Regions from separate parts of the Rattus norvegicus genome. Here all the other regions are linked to region 2. Evidence: chromatin contacts called from public Hi-C data. All regions are on one chromosome and are shown on one strand. Each heading gives the region's core, a stretch centred on a gene start, on an enhancer-like site or on the middle of the called end of the contact. The rest is flanking DNA. Distances are from core to core; before and after follow the strand shown.

Region 1 (4,349 bases), core at 1,318-3,817, 360 kb after region 2:
CTAAGACAGTTGGGGATTCACTCAGTGACAGAGGATTTGCCTGGCACATGGAGACCCTGCATTTGGTCCCAACACCACACACCCACACCCACACACACACACACACACACACACACACACACAAAACTTTTTAAAGTTTATATATTCATGCTACCCCAACAAAGGACAGTGCTTTCATAATTACTCATTGGGAAATGGGACATTGCCTCATCCTTGGGGTTTCTTGAAGCACCTTCCACCACTGCCTACTGGGCGCAGCCAGGGCTGCTCTTCCTTCCTACGTATCGAGAGAGTCCTGTGAGGGTCCACTAGACCTGGGGAGGTCCCCTGAGAGTCATAGGAAGGACACACCTTTCCCCTAGTGTTTCTGCGGCAACATCAGTTTCTGTTATGTGTACTTCGATTCATGATCCCTGAGAGGCTGGGGAGGGGTTTCGTATCTTCATGGTTGTACACAGACGTTGTTCCATTTCATCTAGCCAAATGGTGTCCCTGGCTACAATAGTCCAATGATAAAGGGCAGGTGACACTATGGGTGAGAGCTGTCGTCCTGCCAAGGACAAAGCACTTGAAAGGAAAATGCAGGCTGAGCTGTGGGACCAGCGATCGCCCTTGAGCCAACCACACACTGGTGCTGTCCGACAGCGTCCTCCTGGTCAGAATCCCTAACTGCACCTGACAGCTGTTCTCAGCACCTCCTCTGACATCAGCCTCCCGTAAAACAAGGTGAAGAAACACAACAGATCCATTCCTACCCAGAGAAGGTGGTCCAATATGAGCTCATGCTCACTGGGGGGCTTCTTACAAAAGCAGAAAAATAAAATCCTCGCATGGGTCTCCCGGCTGCCAGGTGACCCCCTAGCAGGCCCTTTGGCTTTACTGCAGCTTCTTTATCATTCGGACCTGCCAGTTGGAAGGCCGCAGCATGAGGAGCCAAATGGCACTATGCAATTAAGTTGGAAAACACTGCATAAGTGCAACGGAGGCCAGAGCTTTAACAGCCGCATACGGTTTCGCAAAGCGTACTCCGGATCATCAGCCAGCAGTAAAAACACACAGGAGGGAGATGGCCTGGCTGGAAATGAACTGCAAATTGATAAACATGTAGTTGCTAATGCCATGTTTATTATTTTTTTTTCCACTGGGATAAAAATTAACTCTTGCGGCCTTGGCCAGCCGGCAGCTTGAACTCTACCATCTCGGTGATGGAACCGGCTGTTTCTGGAACTTCAGGTTGCAAGTTACTATTGCCAGATCGTATTGGTGAACAGGAACTGTATGTCCAGATAGCAGAACCTCTCAGGGAGAGAGGCTTCAACAAAACACCATAGAACCTGCCGGGGCAGCAAAGAGGACTTCCAGGAGGGAGCCATTTTCAGTATGCTGTTTTAGATCTGTACATGTATGTGTGTGTGTCAGACTGACATATGTGTGTCCGGGCCTGGGGAGGTCAAAGGTCAACCCTGGCTATCATTCTTCCAGAGCTATTCATCCTGGATTTTGAGACAGGGTCTCTCACTGGCTCTGACTCACCAATTAAGCCAGGCTGACCAGCCAGCCCAACCCGGAGAGCAGCCTGTTTCTATTTCCCCAACACTAGGATTGCAAGTCCCACACACAGTTTTTTATGTGGGTTCTGGGGTCTTCGTGCTTGTGTGGCCACCGTGTTACCAGCTGAGCCATCTCACCAGTACTAATCCCTCATTTCAAGTGGAGGAGGCTGGCAACCTCCTGGAAAATCACCTTCCCCTCACAGAAGCCAGCCAGGCTGCAAACTGGGCCTTCTAGAGGCAAAGAAGAGATCGCAAGGGTGCAGGGAGATCATGAGGGCACGGGGTGAGGGTGGGGGGCAAGCCTGAGCAAGCACAGCCAGTCATGTGACAACCCCAGCAGCTGCCCCAGCTGCAGAGCTGACCTCTCTGTCCCCAGGGGCCCTTTTTCATCAGCTGGATCGATTTACTTTAGCTACAGTGCCCTCACAAGCAGGGACTGAATTATGACTCATGGAAATCCCCCTCTGTATCAAGGAATCAGGTAGCTTTCAAACTCTCAACAATTAACGGCTCCTTTGGTCAAAGGAGAATGTGAGGGAGGGAGGAGTTGGTGGGGTGGGGGCGGGGGCGGGGACGGGGGCTGGCAGGGGGTGGGGTGGGGCAGCAAGCTATGGGTTTCCAAACAGGCTGCTCGGTTTCTAGTAAATTAGAAGGGGTGGATGGTGGAGGAATCAGTAATGTTACCCTGTAAAATGCGGTCTTCTTTAACGTCAGCAAGATGTTTCTCTCCCTTTGTCCTTTTGCCCTCCTTCCTCTCTCCTTTCCCTTCCTGTGTCCCTTCCCTCCTCCCAACATCTTTACGTCACAGAGGCACGCTGAAAACAGCTCTGAGTTTTACAACACGGCTTCCAGACTCAGAAGATTCCCCCACACTGACAACACGGAAGGGCAAAATGCAGGCTGTAGTGGGAGGCAGACAAAAAAAAAAGCTCATGTGACTCAAAGCAGGAAGCAGGACACATTGCTGGGAGGAGGCGTCACCACCACAGGCCGTACATTCCTGCCCTGCCTGGCCAGGTTAGCCATCGCCTCCAAGGGAGCATTCCTCTGTGGCAAGAACACTCACTGGTCTCAGACAATCCTGAAATAGAATCTTGGAGAGCATGCGTCCTGCTCTGAGGCCACTCAGCCTGGTGTCCTGGCTCCCCCTGTCTCTTCCACGGAGATGTATTCTCCACACATCGAACAGTAACAGCTGCCCTCCTGTCAGAACAGAGCTGGTGAAAAGAGGATTGCAAGGCTAGCCAAGCACTTTAGAGCCAGACCAGAAGTGCTGCTGTTTCCACTTAAATTGCACTTGCATGTACCCATGCACACATATAATGCATGTGTGCACGCACAGGTTCATGTACATATACCCATGCACATATATAATACATGTGTGCACACACAGGTGCATGTACATATGCACATGCACACACATAATGCATGTGTACACACACAGGTGCATGTGCACATGCACACACATATATGTATATATGAAAGTTTACACACACACACATGCATGTACACATGTGCATGGTGCCTGATTGCTTCCACAGAGCATGCTGTAGGTATTAGAGGGAGTCACTTCCTGGGTGGCTAATCTCAGCAAGGCCACTTGTCTCTGGAGTAAAAGGACTCTTTTTTTTTTTTCCTTGCATGCAGCTTTTTTACAGTTGGATTACATATGCATTATGTACGTGAATATGACGTGACTCTTGGAAGACAGAATACATATATAATATGAAGTGGGTTGGTATGGGAAAGGAGAACTTAAAGGAGCTGGGGGAGAGAAGTTGGGAAGAGGAGGGAGAAATGGGGTGGGGAAGGGGATGTGGGGGAGAGGGGTGGGGGAGGGGAGCGAAGGGAGAAAGATAAAGTGTCATGTCTTCTCTCATATATGGAACTAGATTTAGCTATATTCCCATATATAAATGGCAGGAAAGCAGGAGGCCTTATTTAGAGGGAGGGAGGGAGAGGGACAATGACTGAGGGGCAGGGGAAGGACAGGGGAGGGCAATAGGGAACAAATATAAAATGTATGTATGAAAATGTCACCATGAAATCCATTATTTTATATACTAAAAAAAAATGCTTCAATGTTTCTTTTAAAAATAAGTAGGTTTTAAAGGGACAGGTGTATGGGATAAGGCCTTGACCACAAGGGTTTGTCCTATCAGGCCCAGATGAGGTTCCAGGTGGGGGCGGGGACAAGCAAAGGACAAACCTGGATATCCTGCTGGCCCCTCCATCCTCTGTTCTGGAGAGCAAGGGTATCAGGAGGTCTCAGAACAGGGAGCATTTCGTAAGCCCCAAACAGCATGAGATCATGGGGAAAACACAGACACAGAAAGGAGAGTGGGAATCTAGTCCAAAATTAGAGGGAGAAGATGACAAAATGTGTGTGCAAACACCCTCGGCCTGGGGAACCAGAGACTGCGAGAAATTGTCATGAACAGATAAAGCCATTCAGTAAGAGATCGATCGGGTCCAACTCACAGTGAAGATATATTTAATATGCAGGATGCGTAGATGGACGGATGTGCAACTGAACAAGGAGAATGGGTTGTTTCAGAAAAAAGAGACAGTAAACAGGACTCTGAGCTTTCTGGAGGGGCTGGGCAAGTCTGGAAGATAACAGTGTGTGAGTTAACAATGAAGAACATTCTAGACCCCCATACCCAGAGGTGAATGGGAGTGGGTATGTCTGACCAAAGACAAATCTGTGTGCCTTCCATGGGAACAGTGGGTCCTTATGTGGTCCTGTGTGCTGGAGTCCCACCTCTGCTGTCATGACACCCTATTGGCTACTGT
Region 2 (4,399 bases), core at 792-3,291:
GGGTCCGGTTGGTAGACTGATGGTTTAGCATGTGTGAAGCCAAAGGTTTAACCCCCAGAAGTATATAAACCAGACGTGGCACAGGCCTATAATCCTAGCGCTTGGGAGGTTAGAGGCAGGAGGGTCAGAACTCGAGGTCATCTGAGGTTGCATGGTGATGCAGGCTGCATCCTGGGTTGGCAGCCAGCCTGAGCCACTCGGGAAAAAAAAAAATAAAAACATTGCTGTGGTCCCCTAAAATCATATGACGCATTTTCAAACATATCTTAATTAACCTCTTGAGAATCCCATACATACTTACGATACATTTTGATTATATTCACCCCGTGGTTCTGCCCTCCCAGATCTACCCACATCCCCGCCCTCTCCCAACTTCATGCCCTTGATTTTATCTCCTTGCCTCTTTTTCTTTTTTAACAGACAAACTTGTGCTGCCCATTTACTCTCGAGTGTGGGGCTGGCCACTGGAGTATGATTAATCCACCAGGGGCTGTACACTTAATGAAAACAGATACAACTGTCAGTCGTTCTCCATTTCCTGTGGCCTACGTGTACGGTATCTTCAGCAATTGGATCCTACCATCAAGTCTACTGGGCAACCGGGAGCAGGGGCAACAAAATGCTCAAGTCTTACGCCCCAGAAGGGGAGCGTTTCCTCAGAAGGTGGATGCATTTGGGGACAAGGCCTTCAAAGAGGTGACTAAGGTAAAAAGAAGTCAGGAGGATCTGTCCTATTCCGACATGACTGATGTCCTTGTAAGAAGTAGAGTAGGGTACAGTCAGCCGCAGAGGAAAGACCATTGAGGACACAGGGAGATAACAGCTGTGTAGTGCCCTTGGGAGGCCTTAAGGACACCAACTCTAAGAAGACCTTGACCTCAGACTTCTAGCCCCAGAACTAAGAAAATATTAATTAAGCCAATCATGGTGTGGGACGTTACTGTCACAGCCAGAGCCGTCTTCCTGTTCTGAAAAGACAGCAACATGGTCACATGTTGGACGAGTCGGATAGACCGGTGTTCCCTAACATTTTATCAAGTGCAGTGTCTTTAATGTGGGGGTGGGGTGAGGGGTGGGAGTGGGGGGGGTTGGAGTGGGATGGTGGGGTTCAACGCTGTGATGGTCTGCATATGCTCAGCCCAGGGAGTGGCACTATTAGGAGGTGTGGCCTTGCTAGAGTGGGTGTGGCCTTGCTGGAGTGGGTGTGGCCTTGCTGGAGTGGGTGTGATCTTGTTGGAGTGGGTGTGGCCTTGTTGGAGTGGGTGTGTCACTGTGGGTGTGGGCTTTAAGACCCTCATCCTAGCTGCCTATAAGCCAGTATTCTGCTAGCAGCCTCCAGATGAAGATGTAGAACTCTCAGCTTCTCCTGCACCATGCCTGCCTGGATGCTGCCATGTTCCCACCTTGATGGTAATGGACTGAACCTCTGAACCTGTAAGCCGGCCCCAATTAAATGTTGTCCTTTATGAACTTACATTGATCATAGTGTCTGTTCACAGCAATAAGACCCTAACTAAGACAGACGTCAAACACACTTCAGTGCCTAGACACCCACAGCCCCTCAGGGTGTCAGAGGCTCTTGAGATGCCCTGTGATCTGGTCTATCAGCATGAACACCCGTGAGGCTGGTGTTCTGAGGGTGCAAACACGTCCACAGATGGAGCTTGGAAAGTGTGGGGTTCAGCAGACTGGAGAAGAACGTATTGTGTTTCAGGCAGGGGCGAGACAGGGACTCCTTTGCTTTGAGTACTTGAAGTCATTGAAGTCATTGTATGGTTCAAGGAGGATGGGAGACTGTGAGTATACAGAGGTAGAATGAAGAGTGGGAGTGGGCATATCTGGCCTCCTCATCTTCCAAAAGCCCAAAAGAGTCCCCTCTCAGTGCTCCATTATTAAGAAAAAGGCCCGGATGGTACCTGCAATGTTAACCTATGGCCACCAGATGGCACTCTGCCTCCGCTGTGCAGGCTCACAGCCCAGGGCCTCAGGAAATGTGTCACTGTGCCTCCCTTGCCCAATACTCCCCCTCCTCCCGCAGCAGTCCAGCGTCTACACCACAGGAAGCTCATCTTTAGAGAGATGTGTGAAACTCCACACCGTATGGCTTAGCTCTGTCCCCTTTTCCTCCTGGGGACACATCAGCAAGATCTCACCTACCCTGAAGAGGTCCTTAGCCAGAAGAATCCTCCACCCGCTCCCGTGCCTGCGTCCTGGCTGGACACTGAGCTTCCATTTTGAAACCTGCTGTCCTGGAGAAGCACAACCGATGGAAGAGAAGCATATTCCAGAACTATGTATTAATAGGTCTGCACCCGTGGTGCGAAGGCAGTCCTACAAATCCGGTTACCCTGGCATTTAGACCACTTACAGTGCGGGTGTAAGACTCTGACGTAATCCCCAACCTCGGGCCTGGAGAATTAATGAGGTGCTCGTGCCATTGAGCCGTGGAAGAAAGACTTGCACTGGGGTGGGTGGTTTCTGCTTGCCCAGAGTGGTGGAATGAGCCATGGGGCTGGAGGCCAAAGGACTCGGGCCACCCATGCAGGGAAATAACTCCCAGAGACCCATCGCAGGCATGGAATGGGCACGGAACGGTCGCTCCCTCTGAAGCTTGCCTCCCAGCCCTGCACATCTGAGACTTGGGGTCCATCCCATAGGAGCCAGGCCGTGACCAAAATCTGGCAGTTGGAAATCTACTCTTGTCAAGCTCTGGCTTTCAGGCAGAGAGCCCTGTCCTCGCTTACAGCTCCAAAAGCAATGAATAATTAATCATTGCATTCTTGAATGGAGAGGACATTTCAATGGATGAGTGACACTTTCAATAGGGTTCTCTGATGGTTGCTGTTGGTTCCTTCTGTCTGCAGCAGAACCCCAGGAGTGAAAGGCAGAGCAGACAGAGGCAACATTGTGTTTATTATGGGCTGTGCTTTTGACCCATCAGAAACTCGAGTGGATGGAGAGCAGCTGGATCGGATATTTACCTTGGCACCTGCCCGGCACCAGGCACTCTCTCCCATATGTTATATAAGTACTTTCTTACTCCATACTCGGGGCAACTGCTTGGCTTGTTGGCTTTGAGCTCCGTTGTGTGAGTGTACATGTGCATATGTACGTATGGGTGCATCTGTGTTTGCTTGAGTGTGTATACATATGTGTGAAAGGCCAGAAGACAATCTTAGGTGTTTGGTTTTTTTTTTTTTGGTTTTTTTTTTGTTTTTTTTTTTTGTTTTTGTTTTTGTTTTTGTTTTTTGAGCTGGGGACCGAACCCAGGGCCTTGCACTTGCTAGGCAAGCGCTCTATCACTGAGCCAAATCCCCAACCCCTAGGTGTCCTTTCTTAAATACTGTCTTTTTTTTTTTTTTTTTTTTGGAGAGACTCTGGTTTGAACTCACCAAGTAGACTAGACTGACTGGCCAGTGAGGCCCAGGGATCTATCTACCTGAGTCCCTTGTCTTAGTTAGGGTTTTACTGCTGTGAACAGACACCATGACCAAGGCAACTCTTATAAGGACAACATTTAATTGGGGCTGGTTTACAGGTTCAGAGGTTCAGTCCACTATCATCAAGGCAGGAAGCATGGCAGAGTCCAGGTAAGCACAGTGCAGAAGGAGCTGAGAGTTCTACATCTTCATCCAAAAGCGGACAGGAGAAGACTAGCTCTCAGGCAACTAGGTGGAGGGTCTCCAAGCCCACCCCTACGGTGACACGCTTCCTCCTACAAGGCCACACCCACTCCAACAAGGCCACACCTCCTGATAGTGCCACTCCCTGGGGCAAGAATATTGAAACCATTAAAGTTAAGGTCCCATATACTGGGATTACAAGTGTAAGTCAACATTTCTAGTTTTTTTTGCTTTGTGTGTGTGTGTGTGTGTGTGTGTGTGTGTACACACTCGCGCATGCCTGTGAGTCACTTTGCACACCTGTGCACATGCAAAGGTCAGAGGAGGATGGCAAGTGTCCTGCTCTCTCACTCTCTGCCTTGTCCCCCCACAGGATGGCCTCTCAGTGAACCTGGAGCTAGGTTGGCGAAAGGCAAGCCCAGGAGATCCTCCTGTCTCTGTCCCACACACCACTGGGGTTATAGGTGAATGTGATCACACCCAGCTTCTTACACAAGTGCTAGAGATTTGAACTCCAATCTTCGTGCTTGGTCATCAGATGTTCTTGCCTGCCTAGATTTTTCCCCTAAGCCCTCCGGGATTTCTTATATTGGAAGCTAAATAAATGTGGTCATATATGAAATCAAAGGCAGAAGCTGGAAGACTGATACCTCCGAATCCAGAGAGCCTGGGACCGGAGAAACAACACAGCAGTTACAAGCACTTGTTGCTCTTTCAGAGGACCCATGTGCAGTTCCCAGCATTCATATTGGGTGGCTCACAACTGCCTATAACTC
Region 3 (4,443 bases), core at 1,349-3,848, 330 kb after region 2:
GAGGGGGTGGGCCTGTATGGAGAGCTGTGGAAGCACAGTGTGGAGAAACAGCCTGAGTGCACTTCCACACGTGCGCCAGCCAGTTCCCAAAGGGATGCTCACAAGTACACCTGCCTATCAGACTTCCTCGAATAGGAAGGCAGACATGTTTATAGAGAACACAATTCACAAAGACCAGCTGGAGAGAAGTGTAGGAGACTGGGAAGGTGGGAGTGAAGCCGCTGTCAGGAAGGGCTCTCTCCGTGGCTCACCTGCTGTGACTGTCTGCCTCCTTGTTGTGGGCAGGAGCTGGACCCAGAGCCTCCTCCCCAGATCTCCTCCCTCAGCTTCTCCAAGTACATGGCTCCTGTGTGGCAGAGGCTGCCAGTATCTCCCCCCTTCTAAGAGAGGGACAGGCACAGCCACTGTGCCCCCGTGGGCACCACTTTACCCTTTTGTGCTCACTCAATTGCTGATCTGCTGACCTACAGCCTTGCAGATGAACGCGGCCCTAACTTTGCATAGCCTTCACCAGAAACCTTTGCGTGAGGCCCAAGTTAACGCTGCTCTGATCCCCAGCACGGATCTTCTGAAGTTGGTCTGCAGGTACCCCACAAGCTCTTCCCACCCATCCCTTACTGCTGTGCATCCAAGAATATTCTATCTCTCCTTCAAGATCCTGACAACTCCAGAAATATATGCTGGAGAATTTTGAGACAGGCTGTAGATCATTCTAGATTTAAAAAACAAACAAACTGACTAAAGAAACTGATGAGTTAAGCATAAAAGGTGACCCTGGGACATCTGGCCAGATGTGACGATGGGCCTCCTATCAGACGCTGTTAATAAAGCTTCTCAGGCTCCTATGGTGTTCCCACCAAGCCTCTCCCTTATCCAGCCAAAATTATAAGACACATCTGCACAGAGAAAGGACGGACAATGTCACTTATACGTCACAATGGATTGGACATGAGTGTGCCTTTACTGTGCTTGTGACATCTCTGATATATATATATTTTTCCCAAAAAATAAAATAAAATAAAAAATTAAAGAAAAGGAGGTAGAGAGAGTATCTCAGCTGTTCCAGGGGTTGCTTAGCATGCACCAAGCTCTGGTTTCAATCTCCCCACTTCATAAGCCTGAAGCAAGACTATCCCAGACTATAAATCCAGAGGGCATCAGCAGTTCAAGGCCACCTTAGGCTGTACAAGACACTGTCTCAAGAAAGATACAGGGGAGAAAGGGAAGAAGTAGAAAACCTTGGTAGAATAAGAGGGCAAGGAGGTGCAGCCTGGGATGGAGTGAATGCCTAAGGGTCCTCAAGAAGGTGAATCACTGTAGGGAAGTGGCCAGGGTTGGTTATCCCCGAAGCTGGGGACAGAGCCCCCTAGGTTCCTCAGACCGAGGTGACAGGCAGCTTTCTGATCTGGCCTCTTGTCTACAGAGCAGTCACTTCCCCCACAAAAAGCCCCAGTGCCTTCCAGGAACCGCACAGAACGTCCGTTTCTACTTCCCTTTGCCGAAAACATTCTGCAGCCCCTGCTTATCTGGTTTGATCCTTAGATTCATTTGCAGGCAAAAGGGAACCCATTTACGGTAAGTTGACCTCTCCTGATGTTGACTTGCCCCTAAGACTGTAGTGGACAAAGTGACAGGCTCTAGATAGGTTAACACTGGCTTTAACCTAGGGTGAGGGGATCCTAGGTGAAGACATAGGGCAGGGGAGGACCCCGGGCTCCTCCATTCTGCACGCAACCCTGAAAATTGGTACAAGAAGCCTAAAAGAACAGCAAGCTATGGGGATATTCACTGTGGCCTTGAGGGAACAGCCAATCAACTGGACAGGCAATGAGTCCAACACCTTTGGGGCTTTTTGTGGCCCCAAAGACTTCATTTACATCCCCTGTCCCATTTTAATATTTAGTGAATTGACAATGCTAACTGTATATATTAACAAAACATAACATGTTGTCAAATCTGTATACATGGTATGAAAGTTACATCAGGGCAATTGGCCTATGTATCACATAAAATATTTATCATTTCTGTGTACCAGAACCCCTTTCCCTTTTTAAACTTTCTTAAAATACTTGATACGTTGTTTTCAACCTTAGCGGCCCTACCATCCTACAAAAACATTAGAAGTGATTTCTCCCACCCACTGCTCCCTAGCCAGGTTAACGACCCTCTCCTTCCCCCAGCCCATAATAAGCAACCATTCTACTTGAGACCAACTTCTCAGCGTCTACTAAGAAGGCTATAACAAATACACCTGAAGCTAGGAAGCTTGAACAACACGAGGAACCTTCAAGTCTGAGACTCGAAGTCCAAGAGCACAATACTGGCTGATGCTATTCCTTGCAAAGGCCTCTTTGTGGCTTCCAGAAGAGCATCTGGTCATTGTGTCCTTATGGGTGAGGACCCATGTGTGCTGGATGTGGCTCCTGTCTTGGGAGCCCTGTACCGTCGCCCAAGGACCTTGAGGGCCTGGCCCAGGCTCCCCACCCTCTCGTGTGAATGCCATTCAGGTTTTTTTGTTCATTGTTGCCTGCCGGACAACTGGGAGTGTTTTCTTTGGAAAGCCCAGTGATCCGGCATGCTGCCCTTCCTCTGTCCTGAACAAGCGCTGTTTAATGGGCGGCCACGATTGTTTTGGAGATAGGCGTCTTTTCGAAATAGGAGGAGGCTGTGTGCCTTGGTTACTTTGGCCACCTTCCTTTATTTTTTCTGGAAACTCCTCCCCATGTGTGAAGACGGTAGGTGTCAGGGACCTGTAACAAGCACTCATTCAGCATGCAAGACCCAGCCCTGGGAAGCCTAGCAAGACCTCACATCAGGGTCCTGAGGAGGCCAGAGACAGAGAGGTGAAGGCAGCAGAGCCTGGGAAAGTCACACCCTATAGTGTGAGCCGACTTTGCTGGCTGTTTCGGGACCTGCAGACAGGGAGGCCTGTGAATTCCAAACACAGTACACAGGTCTTTGGCTTTCCTCAGGCCCCTTCCTTCCTGTCCCTCGGCCTGACCCTCCCCTCCTAGCAGGCCCTTCCTGTTTCGGGGAAGGTCAGCTTGTGGTGGAAGAATGGCCATTGTTCCTCCCTCCTCCTGGTCCCCACTCACATCCGGTCCCTGGTCTCTAAGTTCCCCTTCAGAACAGCCCGACTTTCCTTCTCAAGAAACCTGAGAGACGAAGGCATTTCCTGCCTGGCTACCCCGGTTCCCACCCTCCGTTTCCAGCAGCCTTCAGGCCTGCCAGACCATCAGACTCCCTGCTTTTCTGTGTGGGCAGCCCCACGCCTATGACTTAACAGCTCGGCGTCTCTTTCCTCACATTCTACCTGTCCCAAGATATATTTACCTGGGATCTCAAGTGAAAAGGCAGATGGCGGAGTTCCGTCACCAACACCCTCATGTTGGCAGATGACAGATGCCTCACTGTGGGCTGGTGGCTCTCTACCATGACGTTATGGCCAAGTGAGCTCCAGGGCCTTTCCTACTGGGTGCCTTCTATACTCCCTACTTGATCCCCAACTGCTCCTGCCTGGGGGAACAGGAACCCTTTCTTTTGTCTCCTCACACTAGGGACAGACCCAGGCCCCCCTGTTCTGCTGTGGGATGATTTCTTGGTCCTCTCCACCTTAGCTGCTCAGAGGTCTACCTCCTTTCTGTCACTGACCGTGCATGTACTGCTCACAAAGGGCCAGAGTCCTCTCCAGTGTGTCCAGAGCTACTGGAGTCCCGGGAGATATCTCTGACCACTCCTCACTTCATGATTTATTCAGAAATAGTCCCCCTGAGCAGCTCATGTAGGAGACATTGGCCCATGGATTTGTGTGAGCCCCATTACATCTCAGGGGCCCGGTTGACACACCGTCACTCCCAAGATGGCAGATCAAAGAGACAAGGCAGGAGTCATAGGGGGTATTCTGAAGCTGTCCCCTTTAGCCCCTAGAGACAAGATTTATTTGTGGCAGTTCAGTGACTCCCCTCTGCTACTGGGGTACACACATATGTCACCTCTGCACCCACCGAGGTCAGGATGGGTCCGTGACGTCTACATTCAGCCTTATTCCCAGTCCCGTGGACACTGAACTAATCTCTAAGACAGCAAGCATCAAGGATTCCAGCAGACTCTGCTGCACCATTAAACTTCATCAACACACACAGACATCCACTTTCCCTCTGGCCCAAGGTCTAACCAAAACATCGTCTCTTCGGGCTGTAGTGAAGATTAAGCCGAAAGCTTTGTTGACTGTACATGCAGTCGCTGGCAGATGCTCACCGGGAGCATCCTGGCCGATCCTTGTCATTTGTCCTCCATGTCATGTCAGCACGCACCAGTGTGAGAGCTAAACAGAGCCACTATGAAGTCCCAAAGTGTCCCATTGCTATTATTAGGCTGTGACAGGCTGTCAAGCCAGGAGAAGTGACCTGGCTCAGAGGACTTCAACCTCTGAACAAATGTCGT

Evidence for each region. A called contact is a pair of places that touch in the nucleus more often than the background predicts.
Region 1: a contact with region 2 is called in a Hi-C map of prefrontal cortex, with 3 times the contacts expected there. The contact joins two enhancer-like sites. A contact is called at or near these places in 10 of 12 Hi-C or Micro-C datasets (the A7r5 cell line, the Rat2 cell line, Schwann cells and 7 more).
Region 3: a contact with region 2 is called in a Hi-C map of liver, with 6 times the contacts expected there. The contact joins two enhancer-like sites. A contact is called at or near these places in 2 of 12 Hi-C or Micro-C datasets (both in liver).

Annotation. Positions count from the first base shown.
Region 1 is chr19:71,725,769-71,730,117 of GRCr8, forward strand. It overlaps LOC102547807 (a long non-coding RNA gene), which reads left to right. Exons shown (of 6, transcript XR_010060536.1): 4 at 1-2,034; 5 at 2,362-2,570; 6 at 3,201-4,349. Among named protein-coding and RNA genes, the nearest start is that of Tomm20, 100 kb to the right of the region's middle. Within about 2 kb of position 2,568, at least 82 of the 93 cell types and tissues checked have an H3K27ac peak or open chromatin away from gene starts, as enhancers often do. A contact at or near this core is called in Schwann cells, hepatocytes, kidney and 2 more, where this site is marked.
Region 2 is chr19:71,366,175-71,370,573 of GRCr8, forward strand. No RefSeq gene overlaps it. Among named protein-coding and RNA genes, the nearest start is that of Tarbp1, 22 kb to the left of the region's middle. Within about 2 kb of position 2,042, at least 79 of the 93 cell types and tissues checked have an H3K27ac peak or open chromatin away from gene starts, as enhancers often do. A contact at or near this core is called in Schwann cells, hepatocytes, kidney and 2 more, where this site is marked.
Region 3 is chr19:71,692,158-71,696,600 of GRCr8, forward strand. No RefSeq gene overlaps it. Among named protein-coding and RNA genes, the nearest start is that of Tomm20, 140 kb to the right of the region's middle. Within about 2 kb of position 2,599, at least 29 of the 93 cell types and tissues checked have an H3K27ac peak or open chromatin away from gene starts, as enhancers often do. A contact at or near this core is called in liver, where this site is marked.